Regions from separate parts of the Mus musculus genome. Here all the other regions are linked to region 2. A link is a contact called in public promoter capture Hi-C data. All regions are on one chromosome and are shown on one strand. Each heading gives the region's core, a stretch centred on a gene start, on an enhancer-like site or on the middle of the called end of the contact. The rest is flanking DNA. Distances are from core to core; before and after follow the strand shown. Region 1 holds the start of 1700015C15Rik (a long non-coding RNA gene). Region 2 holds the start of Mterf3 (mitochondrial transcription termination factor 3). Region 3 holds the start of Prxl2c (peroxiredoxin like 2C). Region 4 holds the start of Habp4 (hyaluronic acid binding protein 4). Region 5 holds the start of Adcy2 (adenylate cyclase 2).

Evidence for each region. Promoter capture Hi-C pulls out the DNA fragments that hold promoters and counts their contacts. Capture Hi-C pulls out chosen DNA fragments and counts their contacts.
Region 1: a promoter capture Hi-C map of second pharyngeal arch cranial neural crest shows a contact between it and region 2. The contact joins the promoter of 1700015C15Rik here to the promoter of Mterf3 in region 2. A contact is called at or near these places in 4 of 39 promoter capture datasets (cranial neural crest, hippocampal neurons, pre-B cells and 1 more) and 1 of 115 datasets of contacts at active chromatin or transcription factors (astrocytes).
Region 3: a contact with region 2 is called in a promoter capture Hi-C map of adipose tissue, with 2.5 times the contacts expected there. The contact joins the promoter of Prxl2c here to the promoter of Mterf3 in region 2. A contact is called at or near these places in 3 of 39 promoter capture datasets (cranial neural crest, hippocampal neurons and pre-B cells) and 1 of 9 other capture datasets (adipose tissue).
Region 4: a promoter capture Hi-C map of pre-B cells shows a contact between it and region 2. The contact joins the promoter of Habp4 here to the promoter of Mterf3 in region 2. A contact is called at or near these places in 4 of 39 promoter capture datasets (cranial neural crest, frontonasal cranial neural crest, pre-B cells and 1 more), 1 of 484 Hi-C or Micro-C datasets (CD4 T cells) and 1 of 9 other capture datasets (adipose tissue).
Region 5: a contact with region 2 is called in a promoter capture Hi-C map of liver, with 2.9 times the contacts expected there. The contact joins the promoter of Adcy2 here to the promoter of Mterf3 in region 2. A contact is called at or near these places in 3 of 39 promoter capture datasets (cranial neural crest, frontonasal cranial neural crest and liver).

Annotation. Positions count from the first base shown.
Region 1 is chr13:64,431,086-64,433,870 of GRCm38.p6, reverse strand. 1700015C15Rik (a long non-coding RNA gene) reads left to right here and starts at 1,435. Exons shown (of 3, transcript XR_873594.1): 1 at 1,435-1,517; 2 at 2,466-2,620. It overlaps Cdk20 (cyclin-dependent kinase 20), which reads right to left and starts at 1,318. Exons shown (of 8, transcript NM_053180.2): 1 at 1,201-1,318; 2 at 781-894. The coding sequence starts at 1,275.
Region 2 is chr13:66,931,792-66,934,491 of GRCm38.p6, reverse strand. It overlaps Mterf3 (mitochondrial transcription termination factor 3), which reads left to right and starts at 1,420. Exons shown (of 8, transcript NM_025547.4): 1 at 1,420-1,557. It overlaps Ptdss1 (phosphatidylserine synthase 1), which reads right to left and starts at 1,662. Exons shown (of 13, transcript NM_008959.3): 1 at 806-1,662. The coding sequence starts at 984.
Region 3 is chr13:64,311,439-64,314,138 of GRCm38.p6, reverse strand. It overlaps Prxl2c (peroxiredoxin like 2C), which reads left to right and starts at 1,429. Exons shown (of 6, transcript NM_025370.3): 1 at 1,429-1,646; 2 at 1,804-1,872. The coding sequence starts at 1,455.
Region 4 is chr13:64,160,547-64,163,246 of GRCm38.p6, reverse strand. It overlaps Habp4 (hyaluronic acid binding protein 4), which reads right to left and starts at 1,381. Exons shown (of 8, transcript NM_019986.3): 1 at 913-1,381. The coding sequence starts at 1,261.
Region 5 is chr13:68,998,216-69,000,980 of GRCm38.p6, reverse strand. It overlaps Adcy2 (adenylate cyclase 2), which reads left to right and starts at 1,440. Exons shown (of 25, transcript NM_153534.2): 1 at 1,440-1,907. The coding sequence starts at 1,686. It overlaps Gm35161 (a long non-coding RNA gene), which reads right to left and starts at 1,436. Exons shown (of 5, transcript XR_873632.3): 1 at 316-1,436.

The DNA of each region.
Region 1 (2,785 bases), core at 186-2,685, 2.5 Mb after region 2:
CCTCAGTGTCACTAGTGCTGTGTACAGGCCAGAATTTTTAGGAGGCCCCAGGGGCATTCTGGCAGTGTCACTCAGCTGCAGACCCATGAGCTGATGATAAAAGCCAAGCATTCCCCTGTGCTTAACAAAGACCCTGAAGAGAAAGAAAGAAAGAAAGAAAGAAAGAAAGAAAGAAAGAAAGAAAGAAAGAAAGAAAGAAAGAAAGAAAGAAAGAAAGAAAGAAAGAAAGAAAGAGGGAGAGAGAGAGAAAGAGAGAGAAAGAGAAAGGAAGGAAGAAAGGAAGAAAGAAAGAGAGAAAAGCAGGGTGAACGGAGGGTGACCACACATGAAAGTCTTTAAGATATCCTTCAGAACAAAGTAGGGGCTCAACGGGTGCAAACTGCTGAGAAGTCAGCATGGTTAGGGGCATAATTTAATGGCCCAGCACCTGTCTAGCATAAGGAAGGTGGGAGAGCAGGTATAGGAAGGAAAGGAGAAAACAAAAAGAAACACACACAATAGTTAAAGGGGGGGGGATGCATAAACATATGAGCAATGGGTGTGTAAATGAGAGAGAATGGGAGGGTTAAGTACTCAGGTGAGAGTGGATCTGGGAGCATAAATAAGGAGTAAGCAGGAGGGGGCAGAATGGGGATTAGAAAGGACTCCTTTAAAGTGTATACTGGTGAGTAGAGAGGGATGGAAATGAATGAAAGTGGTCGAGAAGCTGCTGTCTTGGAACCTGCCACCGGTCTTGTTCACCCGAGCCCTGCATGACCACCTGAGCCCAGCCCCACTCACATATTGACTGTCCTCTATCTCCTGCAGAGCCTTGATTTCTCTGAGGGCCTGGTTAGGAATACCATCCTCCAGCCGCCGCAAGGCCACCTTCTTGAGGGCAACGATCTCGCCAGTCTGTGCAGGAAAGAGTGCCGACACTGCCAGAGACCTTTGGCAAGGTAGGGGCAGGGAGAGAACACCCCAGGAGCGAGACACCCCACAGAGACCCGCCCCTAAGTCGGGAAGATCTGAACCGACCGCCAGGGGTCGCGCTCCCGCAGTCCGGCCGCTGGAAGCGGGATCGCCACAGATGGGACCCCGCCAAGTATCCTAAAGAGACCTCTGAGGCGCGCCCGCGCGCGCTAGCAGATCTCTACACGGAAAGACTGCAGAGGGAGCGCAGTGGGCATCCCTCGGACTGCACGTGCGGCATGGTCTCACCTCTACGTGCTTGGCTTTGAAGACGATGCCGTGGGCGCCCTCCCCGATGCGACCGAGGATGCAATACTGGTCCATGTCGGCCCGCGGTGCCCAGATCCTACTCTACAGGGATCCAGCATAGGCTCCTGCAAGCGTTGCCTAGCAATAACGCGTCTAGCAGCTGCTCCGTAAAGCACGTGACCGGAAAGACCAGTGCTGAGCTCAGTCAGGAATCTGCATCCCCTCTAGGCAGCACCTTTCCGCAGCCTTCGGCAGTCACTCTATCGTAATCTAACGCTCCAGGACGTGGCCATAGCACCACGTGACAAGAAACGCTGGTGCGTGGGGCTGAGAGGGGCAGGGCTACGCATGTAAAGGGTGTGTTCATTCGCCCAGAGGCGGAGCCTCTGGTAGGGAGGTGGATCTGGTGGAAGACTTCCAGAAACCAGCAAGAGTATCAGGTGGCAGGCACTCACTCAGCCGCTCTCTACATTTAGGCCTCTTTGTAACTGACGCAAATCATTGTTGCAGACAAGCACAGAGCTGAGTCGTGGAGTGTCTTAGTTAGGATTTTACTGCTGTGAACAGACACCATGACCAAAGTAACTCTTATAAGGACAGCATTTAATTGGGACTGGCTTACATGTTCAAAAATTCATCCTTTGTTATCAAAGGAGGGAGCATGGAGCATCCAGGCAGGTATGTTGCAGGAGGAGCATATTCAACTGCAGGCTGCTCGGAGAAGACTCGCTTCCAGACAGCAAGAGTATTAAAACCCACTTCCACAGTGATACACCTACTCTAATAAGACCACACCTGCTAATAGTGCCACTTCCTAGCCCAAGCATATACAAACCATCACATGGAGAATCACTTGGGTCTTTGGTCCCCAAAGGGCATCATGAATCCAAGTACCTTTTTTAAAAAGCTTACTAGCACTGACGATAAAGCTCCTTTGGTGAGGTGCTTGCCTAGAGTGAACAAAAGCCTTTGGTTCGACTCCCTGTACCACCTATGTTGGTTGCTCTAAATCACATCTGCCGTCCCAGTACTTGACAGGGTCTTATTAATCTACACAGTGCGATGCATCCTGCTTAATAAGAGACCTTATCTCAAAATAGAGAGAGGTGTCCACAAGTATATGAGATGACGACCAGCACCCCTACTAATTAGGAAAAATGAAATCAAACCACAATAAGATATCTTACACCCTTTAGGATGATTACTATCAGGAACGTAGATGATAAACCTGATACAGTTGTTCTGACTATAACTCTTGTATCCAGCAGGCCAAGACGAAGAGAATCTCAAGTACGAAGCCAGTATGGACAAGGTTACCTGCTAACATGGTAAAGCTGTGGAGAAATCAAGACAGAAGAGAGGGGAGAAGAACCTACACTAACGTGGGAAGGCAAGGATGCCAAGAAATTACCACTTTTGTGTGCGTTTGTTAAAAAGTGTTTCAGGGGTGGTTGCTCACTCCCTACAATCCCAATACTAGAGAGACTAGGAGTTGCAGGAGGATTGCCTCAGGTTCCAGGCCAGCCTGAGCTACAGTGTGAGACTTTCTCAAACCCAAAAGAAACGAAACTTTTAAATAGAATAT
Region 2 (2,700 bases), core at 171-2,670:
GTGGTTAGCATTCTCTAGTCTCTAGATAATACACAACTGCTTGCCACTATCCCCTTTCAGCCAGTATTTTAGAGATGCATGAGAGGGCAGGATGTGCCCCTTGTGGTCAGCGGTAGCCTATAGAGTACAGTACATTGGAAATGATGGGTATTGGCTTGTGCTTCATGGGAGGCATCCACTGGGATGTGTGTCAACAGCGACTGCTGATGCTGTGGCATTGAGGTGGTGTTTGAGACTGGGAGAAGAGTTACATTAGATGACTTTGGGAAATGTATATAAAAGGAAAAACAGTGTGGTGCACCTCACATGTACATTTGTGTGTGTGCCTGGTAATACTGAATGCCAGAGGATTTTTCTGTGTATGGTGTGTGTTTTATGTGTGTAGTGTGAGTTGAAGGAGGTTCAATCATGAAATGGTTCATGCCATTTGCTGGAGACAGACCACGGATGAGTGGTTAGAGATCAGAGCCTTCTGATAGTGACAGAGAACGATACAGAGCAAGGGGTGTGGATCACCCAGCTAGGTGACCTGCATGAGTTCCTGGTGTGGTCCGACGTAGTGAATGAGAAAGATGGGATTTGGACATGAGGGGTGGCAGGTGGAAAAGTAGGCGGAGAGGACTGTAAGCCACGCGGTAGGCAGAGGAGCTGTGTGGCCCTTGTGTCCCCGAGCTTGCACGCGTGGAACAGCTACTCACTTCCTTACCACCAGCCACACCTGGCCACCCTCCCCTCTACTGCTTCTCGGTCTGTCGTCTCTGTCCTCCTCTCCCCGGCGCTCCGCGCGACTCCAGGCCAGACTTACCTGGTGAAGGCGAAGTACATGAGGCTGATGATGGTGAAGCTGAGCAGGGTGATGGTGTGCGGCCGGTAGAAGAAGTCTATGGTGATGTCCTCCACTTGCTGCTCGTTGATCATGCGGAAATGCATCCTGTAGTTCACATCATCCTTGCTCAGAGTCCTGCTCCCCACGCAGGACGCCATAGTTCTTCTCCCCGTCCTGCCGCGGCCCCGGAGGCCCCGGCCCTAGAAGGCTGGGACCCCGGCAGCGACGGACCGCAGCAGCGAAGGTGCCTGACGCTGGGGCGGGGTCTGGCACCCTGAGAAGGGTGCTAGCCCAGGGAAGGACCCGCGCGCGAGGGCGGGGTCGCGGCGCCACCACCGCGTCCCGGAGCAGGGGGAGAAGGCAGCCTGAAGAAGCAGCCTAGTAGGGCGACATCGTAGAGCTCTCACCCTCCCCACATTACGGCGGAGTGACTGATCCTGGGAACGCGGCGACCAGCTCCAGGGCCTGCAAACCCCAGGCCAGCTCTGTCCCGGTCCCCCGCGGCGTCCCTTCCCGCGCCGCCGCAGATGGTCTCGCCCATTCGCAGCGCAGCCCACGTGGGGGGCGGTGCCGGCCTAGCGTGGCGAATCGCCGGCTTGCGAAGCTACGGTGCACCGTATCCCCGGCGTAGGTTGCACGGTCGCTGTGAAGCAGGAGCGCGAGACCGCCGCCCGGCCGGATTACTGTCCGGCCTACCTGTACCCAGCAGCGTCCGGGAGCCTCGCGGCTTGGTAGGTATCGGTGACCCGGAGAGGAGGTTCGGGCTCGATCGGTCGGTACCTAAACCTTGTGGTGGCAACGTCGCCGGGCTTGTTCATCAGCTTCAGACTAAGGCCCCGAGGATGTCCCGGCTTCCTGCGGAAGTCCTTCCCGGATAAAGCCGGTTGGTTAAAGAGTCTAAGGACTGCGGCTGCGCTGCCCAGAGGCCCTTTATTACGAAGTGCATCTTTCATCATCGGAGCTCGGGATTAGTTGTAAAGATTTTGAACCTAGAAAAGCCTGTTTCGGCTCTTGTTCCTATTCCTAACAACAAAACAAGAGTGCCCGGTAACCGCTGAGAGCTGGCGTACCCTACTAATGAACTTGAGAGATTTTAAGGATTTTTTTTTTTCTTTTGCCCTCTTAATGTACATACCGTAAGGCGTTATTCACGAGTGCACATCTTTACTCGTTTCTGAGTCCTTTGTGTCTTTATTTGTCCTGGACTCACTTCCACTCAACAAACTGGAACCCTCCAAACCTCTAGCTTGGTGCTGAAAAGACCCTGGGAAGGTGGGTCTCGAGAGGGGGCGGGACTGTGCTGTCCTTCTGCACAGACTATCAATCATTGACATTGCTGAGACAGCAAATTTATGTGAAAAGGAGTGCACTGGCAAGTAAAAGTGGAGGGTGAACATTATTAGTCTTTAGCACTCAGATCTTTGAATGCAAATAGAATTTAACAGAGTCTACTAAATGTGGAAAGGGTATTGAATTTGATTCTGGACAGACTCTAGAATGAAATTGGGGTTCTGGGAGCTGGTTTGTAAGTACCCTAGAGCCCTTATTGTAATCCCCAACATTATAAAAAGTACTTTGATGCTGAGAGTGGACCAGTGTTTTTTTCTAGAATAGCATACGTAAAAGCATGTGGAGAATAGTGTCTGAACCTCCATCATCGTGGGCTACAGTGACATATCCAGTCTTGACTGTCAGGACCCCCACTTGTAGATTGGACCTGCCTGGCTGTGCTGAAGTTTCTCTCGAAGCTTGGTCTTGTCTAGGTGGCACAACTTAGTTCCTACTTTAACTATTTTGGAGATGAGAGGGAGTTTGAGGGGAAAATTGGCAGGCTTGGAAGCCCCTTTCCAACTAAAGTTTAGCAAAAATTGCCT
Region 3 (2,700 bases), core at 180-2,679, 2.6 Mb after region 2:
TTCTTAGACAGAGGAATACAGAGCTGACTGAAGTAAAAATGCAAAATTTGTTACCGAGATCAAAGGTTGACTCAAATAGAACCCACCTACAGGATAGAAGCCTTAACTGTGTTAGGAATTCTTTCTTGTATGCACTCTTTGTGCGTGCTTTATTTGTTTCTGTGGTCTCCTTTGAAGAAACAGGCATAGAAGGGACTTACTGCTCTGCCTACAATGACTGGTCCTGATTACTGAGGAGAACAGGGGACTAAGGAAGTGTCTGGAAAACAGGCTGTCCCATAGAATGTTTAAAGACAATGGAAATGAGTTTGGTCACTGTATCGGGTAAAGACCCACAACCAGCTGAAGTGGCTTCTCTGGGAAAAGGGAATACAGAATGGGAAATGTAAGGCGGTGATTACAAATGCCAGGTGCTGGGCCTGGGAGATGGCACTGTAGATAAATGCACTTGCCATGAGTTCAATATTTGGGATCCACACGATGGAAGCAGAGAGCCAACTTCCAAAAGTCCTTCGACTTCCACACACAAGAGGAACTTGTATATACCCACAAAGAGACAACACACACACACACAAAATAAATAAAATGTAATTTAAGTTTTATTTGTTATTTTTTTTTTTTTTGAGACAGGGTTTCTCTGTGTAGTCCTGGCTGTCCTAGACCTGTCTTGTAGACCAGGCTGGCTTCGAATTCAGCCATCTGCCTGCTTCTGCCTCCCAAGTGCTGGAATTAAAGCGTGCACCACCACAGCCTCAGCTATTAATCTAAAAATTTTAATGAACTGTTATTTTTAATTTCTTCCTCCCCACCCACTCCTCCTCTGTCTCTCTCTCTCCATTCCTCTGTCACTCTTTCTGTGTGAGTGCAGATGCCTGCAGAATCCCCAAGAAAGTGTCAAGAGTTACAGGCAGTTATGAACATTTGATGTGGGAACTGAGAATCTAACTTGGGTCCTCTTTCAGAGCAGTAGGCACTCTGAACAGTGCCTACTGTGGGTGCCAGAGTATCAGATACCCTGAGACTAGAGTTGTGAGCTGCTATGTGGATGCTGGAAACTGAACCCCCTGGTTCTCTACCAGATAAGCCAGGGCTGTTAACCCCTGATCTATCTTTCCAGTCCTTCTTCAGCATTTCCTGTGTTACGACTGTAAAGAATATGATTTTTATTGGAAAGTGTTGTAGGCAGTAGAAAGAGGGAGTGCCTCAGCCGCACCTCCCATAGCACTGTCCCCTCCCTTGGTATTCAAACTGGAAGAACGGTTTGGAGTGTTTTCCTTCTGTAGCTCCGTAGCGTCCCTTGTGGCCACGCCTCCGAAGGGTCGGCCCCGCGTGGCCCCGCCTCCAGTCCCCTCCTCACCCTCGTGACCCCGCCTTTCCAGTCTCAGCCCCGCCCCTCCCCCTTAACCCCGCCCCCCGCGGTCGGTGGCTGACCTGAGCGGTCGCCCTCCTCCGCGATGGCCGCGCCGGTGACGCGGCAGGTCAGCGGCTGCGCAGGCCGGGTCCCGAGCCCGGCTGGCTCGGTCACAGAGCGCGGGCAGCCGCTAGCGGCCGCCGTAGCGGAGCTGCCCGTGCTGGACGCGTCTGGGAGACGGGTGACGTTCGGAGCGCTGTTCCGAGAGCGGCGAGCCGTGGTGGTGTTTGTGAGGGTGAGCACGGGTAGGGCGGGAGGGGAAGTGCCTCTCGTTGGCCGCCCAGATCCTGGGCCGCGGCGGGTGCAGCACCTCGCCTGGAACCGACCGCCCGGACCTTCTGGAACCTGGCTGCTACCTTGTTGACGTGCTCTTCTGCATGGTTGCCTTTCAGCATTTCTTGTGTTACGTCTGTAAAGAATATGTCGAAGATCTGGCCAAAATCCCCAAGAGCGTCCTCCGAGTAAGTTTCCCGAGTGAGCAACAGCGGCCGATGCAGTGGGGGTGAGCTGTGGGTGGGTGGCCCCTCCTTCATCCTCTGGGGCTGCTGAGACCCACGGGGGTCTATTTCTGTCCTAATGCGCTCTTTTGCGCCCTCTTGGGATCGGACTACCATAATTTTACCTGGTAAAAATGCCTGTGTCAAAATGTTGCGTAAGAACGCAAAAAATCAAAACACAGACAGCAACTGTGTTTACAACCCAAATAGTAATCCATTATAGGAAAATGTAACGTATATTAAAAGTGCAGCTTTGCGTTTTTCTTCAGTCGCCAGAAGAGCTTTGTAACTGAAGACACTGGGCATTTGTAAAACTAAGATCTATTTTCAGCACACATTTACAGGATGAGTGAGGAAAAAATTAAAAACTTCTGCCTGCCCTTCTATTCCTTTTGTTTATAATACACTGAAGCATCTTTGCGTTGTAAACATTTTTAATATTGTTGGCATAAGTTACTCAGCATAAAGAGAAATGGGTCTCGTGATATTTTCATACATGCCTATTCTGTTATTATATGTGGTCACCCCTTCTTGCTGCTTCCCTCCTCCAGAGCCACACTGGTCATCTTTGTCTTCTTAATATTCCTTTACCCTCTCATTCCCTCATGCATCTAGACCTCATCCTCACAACACCCTTTCTACTCTACATAAATATGTGCATATAAACTTAAGCCTAGTTCTGCATGTGAGAGAAAACAATACTATATTTGTCTGTCTGTGGCTTGTTTGACTTGGCATAATGTCCATTTCCACTCATTTCCTGCAGTTCATAAACATTACCTCATTCTTCAT
Region 4 (2,700 bases), core at 132-2,631, 2.8 Mb after region 2:
AAAGCCGCTTCTAGAAAAAACAGTATTCAATCAATCACAAATAACAAGTCCCACATACACTATTTGTTCCACCTGCAATCGATGTCAGCTAACACCTAGAGGCTACCATATGAGGATGGAGAAAAGAGCTAAGGCGCAGAGGAGCCGGAACCTCAAGCCCACCCCAACTCACCCTGGGCTCAAGTCTGCCTTCCGGGGGCTCCCACACGTAAGGGTACCCAGGCCTCCCAGGATTTCGAGGCCCAGAATCTGGGATCCCTGAAGGTTTCAGCAGTGCATCGCCTACAGAGCTGAGTCCCGCAGAGGCCGGGAGGGAAGATGAAGGATGCAGCCAGCTGCAGATGTGAGAATCCCAGCTGCGCAACTCTCAGGCTGTCAGTCCCAGCTCCTCCACGAAACCAGGAATGTCAGGAGGGTGACCCCGGAAGAGTCATACTATGCCTTTTTGCCCATCAAGAACCTCCAGCTCGGCCCACCCGTAACGGATGGATAGGGACGACCCCCAGCCCCGGAGAGAGGGTGATTCCCAACCCCTCGTGGATTGGGACCCAGGGAGAATGACCAAAGGCCCTCTGTCCACCAAGATTCACGGCTCTGCTCACTGTCCCCCATCTGGGATGAGCCCACCGAGAGTGAAACCCTGACCCTTCCACTGAGATAGGGTGACCAGGGAAAATGACCACCCAGGAGGATGGCCCTGGAGGGTCATGATCCCTCAAAAGTGGCTCCCTAGAGTGATCCCTGGAAACGTGACCCCGAGAGGATTATTATCTTCAAGGGTGGCCCCTGAAAGGATGACCCCGGGTCCTGCGCCCATAAGGACTCCCAGCTCTGATCCGCCCACGCGTCCGGGATCGGTCCCCGCGACTGGAGCTAGCGGCTGCAGGGGTGACCTCGGTGCCCACGGCGTACCTGGCGGCTGCGGGCCCCCAGGGCTGTCTGGCTGCTGTGCGCCGGACGCCGCGAGGCTCTTGCGCTCCTTCTGCGACTCCCTGCGGCCGCCTGCGCCAGGCCTGTGTCCTGAGGCCACAGCCGGGCTCCTGCCGCCACGGTGCCCGGCCCCGCTGGCCGCCGCCGCCGCCTCATCGCGACGCTTGCGCTGCAGCTGCTGCTGGCGCCGGTGCTCGGCCTCCCGCAGGATGTCGAACGGGTCCGACTCGTCGTCCAGCAGCTGATGGAAGCGGTTGGCCACGACGCAGCCGAACGTCTCCTGCATCGCGGCGCCCGCGGCGGCTACAGGGCTCCCCAGGGCCCCCTTCATGACGCCGCCGCTGCGGGCGCCGCGGGCAGCCCAGGCCAGTGAGGTTCAGCGAAGCCGCGGGCGAGGACCCATGCTGCTGCTGCTGCTGCCGCCGCCGCCGCCGCCGCCGCCGCACTCTCGGCCCCGCGGTCGGCTCCTCCCGGCCTGCGCGCCCCAGCCAATGAGCGCTGGTGGACACGCCCTTCGGCCCCGGGGCGCACGAAGACCCAATGGGAGACCGGTGTCTGTGACGTCACGCCCCACTTTATCCCCTCCCACTCTATAGCCTGTGGGCGTGGTGGTATGGGGCTTGGGCGGAGCTACCACCAGAAACTCAGGGAGGCTGCAAGCCTTCTCTCGCCGGTGTGCGCCAGTGGGGAGCCTGGTTGCACACCGCCACACTTCACCAAAATGACCTAGTCAAGAGCCTTTAAGGGCTTGCGTGTCTGGGGGAGAGCTGTAAACTGAGGGAAAGTGCCTAGAGGAGAGGCAGCGTCCTCAGCTGGGTGCTGACCCATTCAAGAAGCCTGGAGAGACTTGCGTTTCAAGAGGTGTGACAGGAACAAGAGACCAAAACAACCCATTCAAGTGCAAAGAAACAACCCCAGACCCACTGTGATGTTGTGATGAGTGCGGGAGCGGACAGGGTGAGGTTTAGATAGCGGTTGTTTTTCTTTTGAGACATTCAGTTAAGGCCTGGCTTCTGGGGAATGAAACTCCAAATTAGATGTCATGCTTGCTGGCGAGTGCCTTTGCTCTCTGAGCCATCACTCTCCTGAAAATTAATTTTGTAAGTTAGCATTCAAAGTAATGGTTCTTATGGTATGTTTGTGTGTTTATATGTGTGTGTATATATACATGTTTATGTCATTACACTTTGTTCAAAACTGTCTCCACATTGCCCTTCTCCATGATGCCATCCCTGCCTGCTGGTTCCCTCCCTATCACAAGCAGTTTTACTTCATAGAACATATGTTTTACTTCATAGAACATGTGAAAGGAATAATTAAATACAGGTGTTAAAAAAGGTCTGAGTTTTACTGTTGTCCAACTTCTCTGTGCAAAGAAATCAAAAGTGATTTTTGTCTCAAATTGTAATTTCCTGGGCTTGCCATTCAGGGACCTCAGGGGTTCTCAGTAAATTGTCAGATGGCTAGAGATTTTAAGATAGGTGGCCACTTCTTTCTTTGAATTAAAGATTAGAGCCTGTATTTTTCTAGCCAAAATTGGAAATAGGTATTCAGATGAAAACTCGTATTATTCTCAGAGGTGCTATTCACAATAGCCGGGAGGAAGAAGCAGTCCAAATGCCCATTAACTGGGTGATGGATGAATAAGATGTGCTACAACAGAAGCTAGGATGGGGTGGGGGGAGGGCAGAAAAAGAACAAGTGTTAGCACACACTACAAAACAGGTGAACCTTGGACCATTGTGTGAAGAAAGCTTAGATGATGTCAGG
Region 5 (2,765 bases), core at 191-2,690, 2.1 Mb before region 2:
CATAGAAATGTCTGGTAAAGGGTGAGGTTTTGTTTATCAGAGGTCAAGCAGGGCAGGGAGGCTCCATGACAAGCTTGGTTTCACTATTAGGGATCCATCGTGATTTCCTCCAGGACTGGGTGAGGAAAGCTGGGATGTCCTGGATTTCAAGTCAACTCTCCCATTAACTCCATCCTTGCCCTCTATCGAGGTTGAGAACACAGCTGTGTCTTCACTCTCTGGGTCCAAAAATAAAATCCCTGGAAATCCCTGGGTCTGAGACTCTGTGCATGGCCTAGGTCCAGCATTTGAGAGTCACACAGTTATTCAGCTTACCTGTTCATGCTGGCTGGCTTGCAACTCAGGTAGGCAGGCTGCTGTCAGGGAACATGCAAAGGTCTAAGGCAGTTCCGGGCTGACAGAGAATGTGGAATAGCTCTTGAGGCGGTGTTGTGTTTTGGACTCCTTAGAAAATGATTTGGGGGAGAAAAATGGCTTGTGGGTTCTTTGGATGGAAGGACAGGAAAATAGGAACCTTCTAGAAGCAGTCTTTTGAAGGTCAGTGGTTAGTCCTGTCATCTAGAAAGAACAAAGGTTGAGGTCACAACCACGAAATGCCTGCCCAGCCTGTCCACGAGGATCTAGCTAGGTCTGTCATGCTTCGTGCATTTGGTCCCCGAGAGTGTCAAGCGGCATGGGATGAGTGATTCCCAAGCCAACCTTGCCCACAGAGGATGATTCTCATTCCTTGCTCCAACTTCTGTGCCATCCCTGTCTGACTGAAAGGGTTCTGGGGAGATCTGCGATGCCAAACACAGAGGTCCATAGGGTACTTCTAAGGCGCGGAGAGCAAAGGCAGAGAAAAGGAGAGGCCCGCTGCCTGAGGACCACAGGTGTCTCCAGTCACTGTGTAATTGAGTTCGTGGGGGCCATTCTTTCAAAAGGACTCCCACAAGTCCTGGAGGGTCCTAACTCCTGCTCTGTACTGGGAGTCAAATTACAATAGAGAAAGTGAGAAAGAAGCCACATTTTGCTAAGTAGGCATACTAAAGAGGGGTGGTCAGGGATATGGGACCCCCTCTCCAGGCTGGGGGGTATTAAAGCATGGCAGCCTTTTACACTGCTGCCTTGTGAGATCATGGAGAGGCAGTGGGGACTCTGGCAGTCAGGTGGGAGACTCCAGGAGCCCAACAGTAGCCCTCAGGCTGTTCTCTGCTGTAGTGGAGAACAAGGCTGAAGCCCCAATCTGCCTGGCTGGAGTCCAAAAGCGAGAGGAGGAGGCGCCCCACTGTGCAGCCTGCGACAGGCTGGAGGGCAAGGACTCGGTCTGAAGCTTTCTCTGGAGCCCAGCCTGGCCGTCGGGGGGCGGTGGTGGGCGCGGGCCGGCGCCGCCCCTGCGCGGAGGCCGGTGCGCTGCGCGCGGGGTGGGGCGAGGCGGGCCGAGGGGCCGGGTGGCTCCCGCCCTCGCGAGCGGTGGTGGCGGCGGCGGCGCCCGGGAGCTGCCCTGAGGCCGCCCCCGGCCCCCGCCCGCGCGTCAGCGCGCCCAGCCCGGGGCTCCGAGCTCCGCCCGCGCCCGAGGCCCCTGAGCACAGCTCCGGGCGGGCAGCCGGCGGGTCGCGAAGCGCGGGGGCGGCAGGCGGTAGGTGACCACAGAGCGGCGCTGCCCGGGCAGGGCGCGCACAGCGGGCGCCCCGCGAGCCGCCCCGATGTGGCAGGAGGCGATGCGGCGGCGCCGCTACCTGCGGGACCGCGCCGAGGCGGCGGCAGCAGCGGCGGCGGGCGGCGGCGAGGGGCTGCAGCGGTCCCGGGACTGGCTCTACGAGTCCTACTACTGCATGAGCCAGCAGCACCCTCTCATCGTCTTCCTGCTGCTCATCGTCATGGGCGCCTGCCTCGCCCTGCTCGCCGTCTTCTTCGCGCTCGGGCTGGTGAGTGGCCTCCCCGTGGCTCCGAGGGGACCGCGCAGGCGACCGTGTCCCGCCCCAGGCTGCTCCTCACCCCTGTGCCCTGCCCGAGGCCGGCCTGGCTAGGGCGAGAGCTGTGGACAGAGGAAAAGTTTCCTTGGAAGGCTTTGCCCAAAATAAAGTTGCCAGGGCTTGCTCCAGGTGGACGGGCAGGGCGTGTGGGTTCAGCATCTCTGCGCCCCGTGGCCAACTCTGCGCTTTCTCCCGGCGCCGCTGCCCGCAGCAGAGGCAGTCCTCAGGCTTCCTTGGCGCGCTAGCTGCCTCCCATCCCTGTCCGCGGAACGCCCCCGGCTCTCCTCTCTGAGTTTGGTCTGGGCATCATTTAACTCTTAAAAAACAAGGTGCTTTGGGAAAGCAGTTCATGACAGCGAAAATGAAAACCAGATAATGTTGTGCATCTTGGCTTTTGAATCTTTTCGTGTTTAGCCATGTAGAGAGAAAGTGATGGAGTGTTGAGCAGATGCCCAAGCCTCATCTCCAGAGACTATAAGTGAGCTAAAAATGGAAGGGACCCTCGCTGCTTTCCCCTTTTTAGAGAAGTGCAGGACTCGATCATGGTTCCCTGCTGATGGTTAAAGCATGTTTTCACGGCTAGAAGCATTAACGCAGCTCAATAGCTGATGTCAGTTTTTCTGGTTCATAATTTTCAGTCAGGAATCTCAGGCTGGCTCCCTGGAGCCCTGTAAGGAAATCTGTAGATGGCGGTAACTTCCTCTTAGCGCTCCCTTCTCTTCAGTGTGGTTCAAACTTTTCCCCCTGACCATGATTTGCCTGTGCAGACTGTCTTGTCCGAGGCCTGGATCAGCTCGTGAGTTGTGTGGT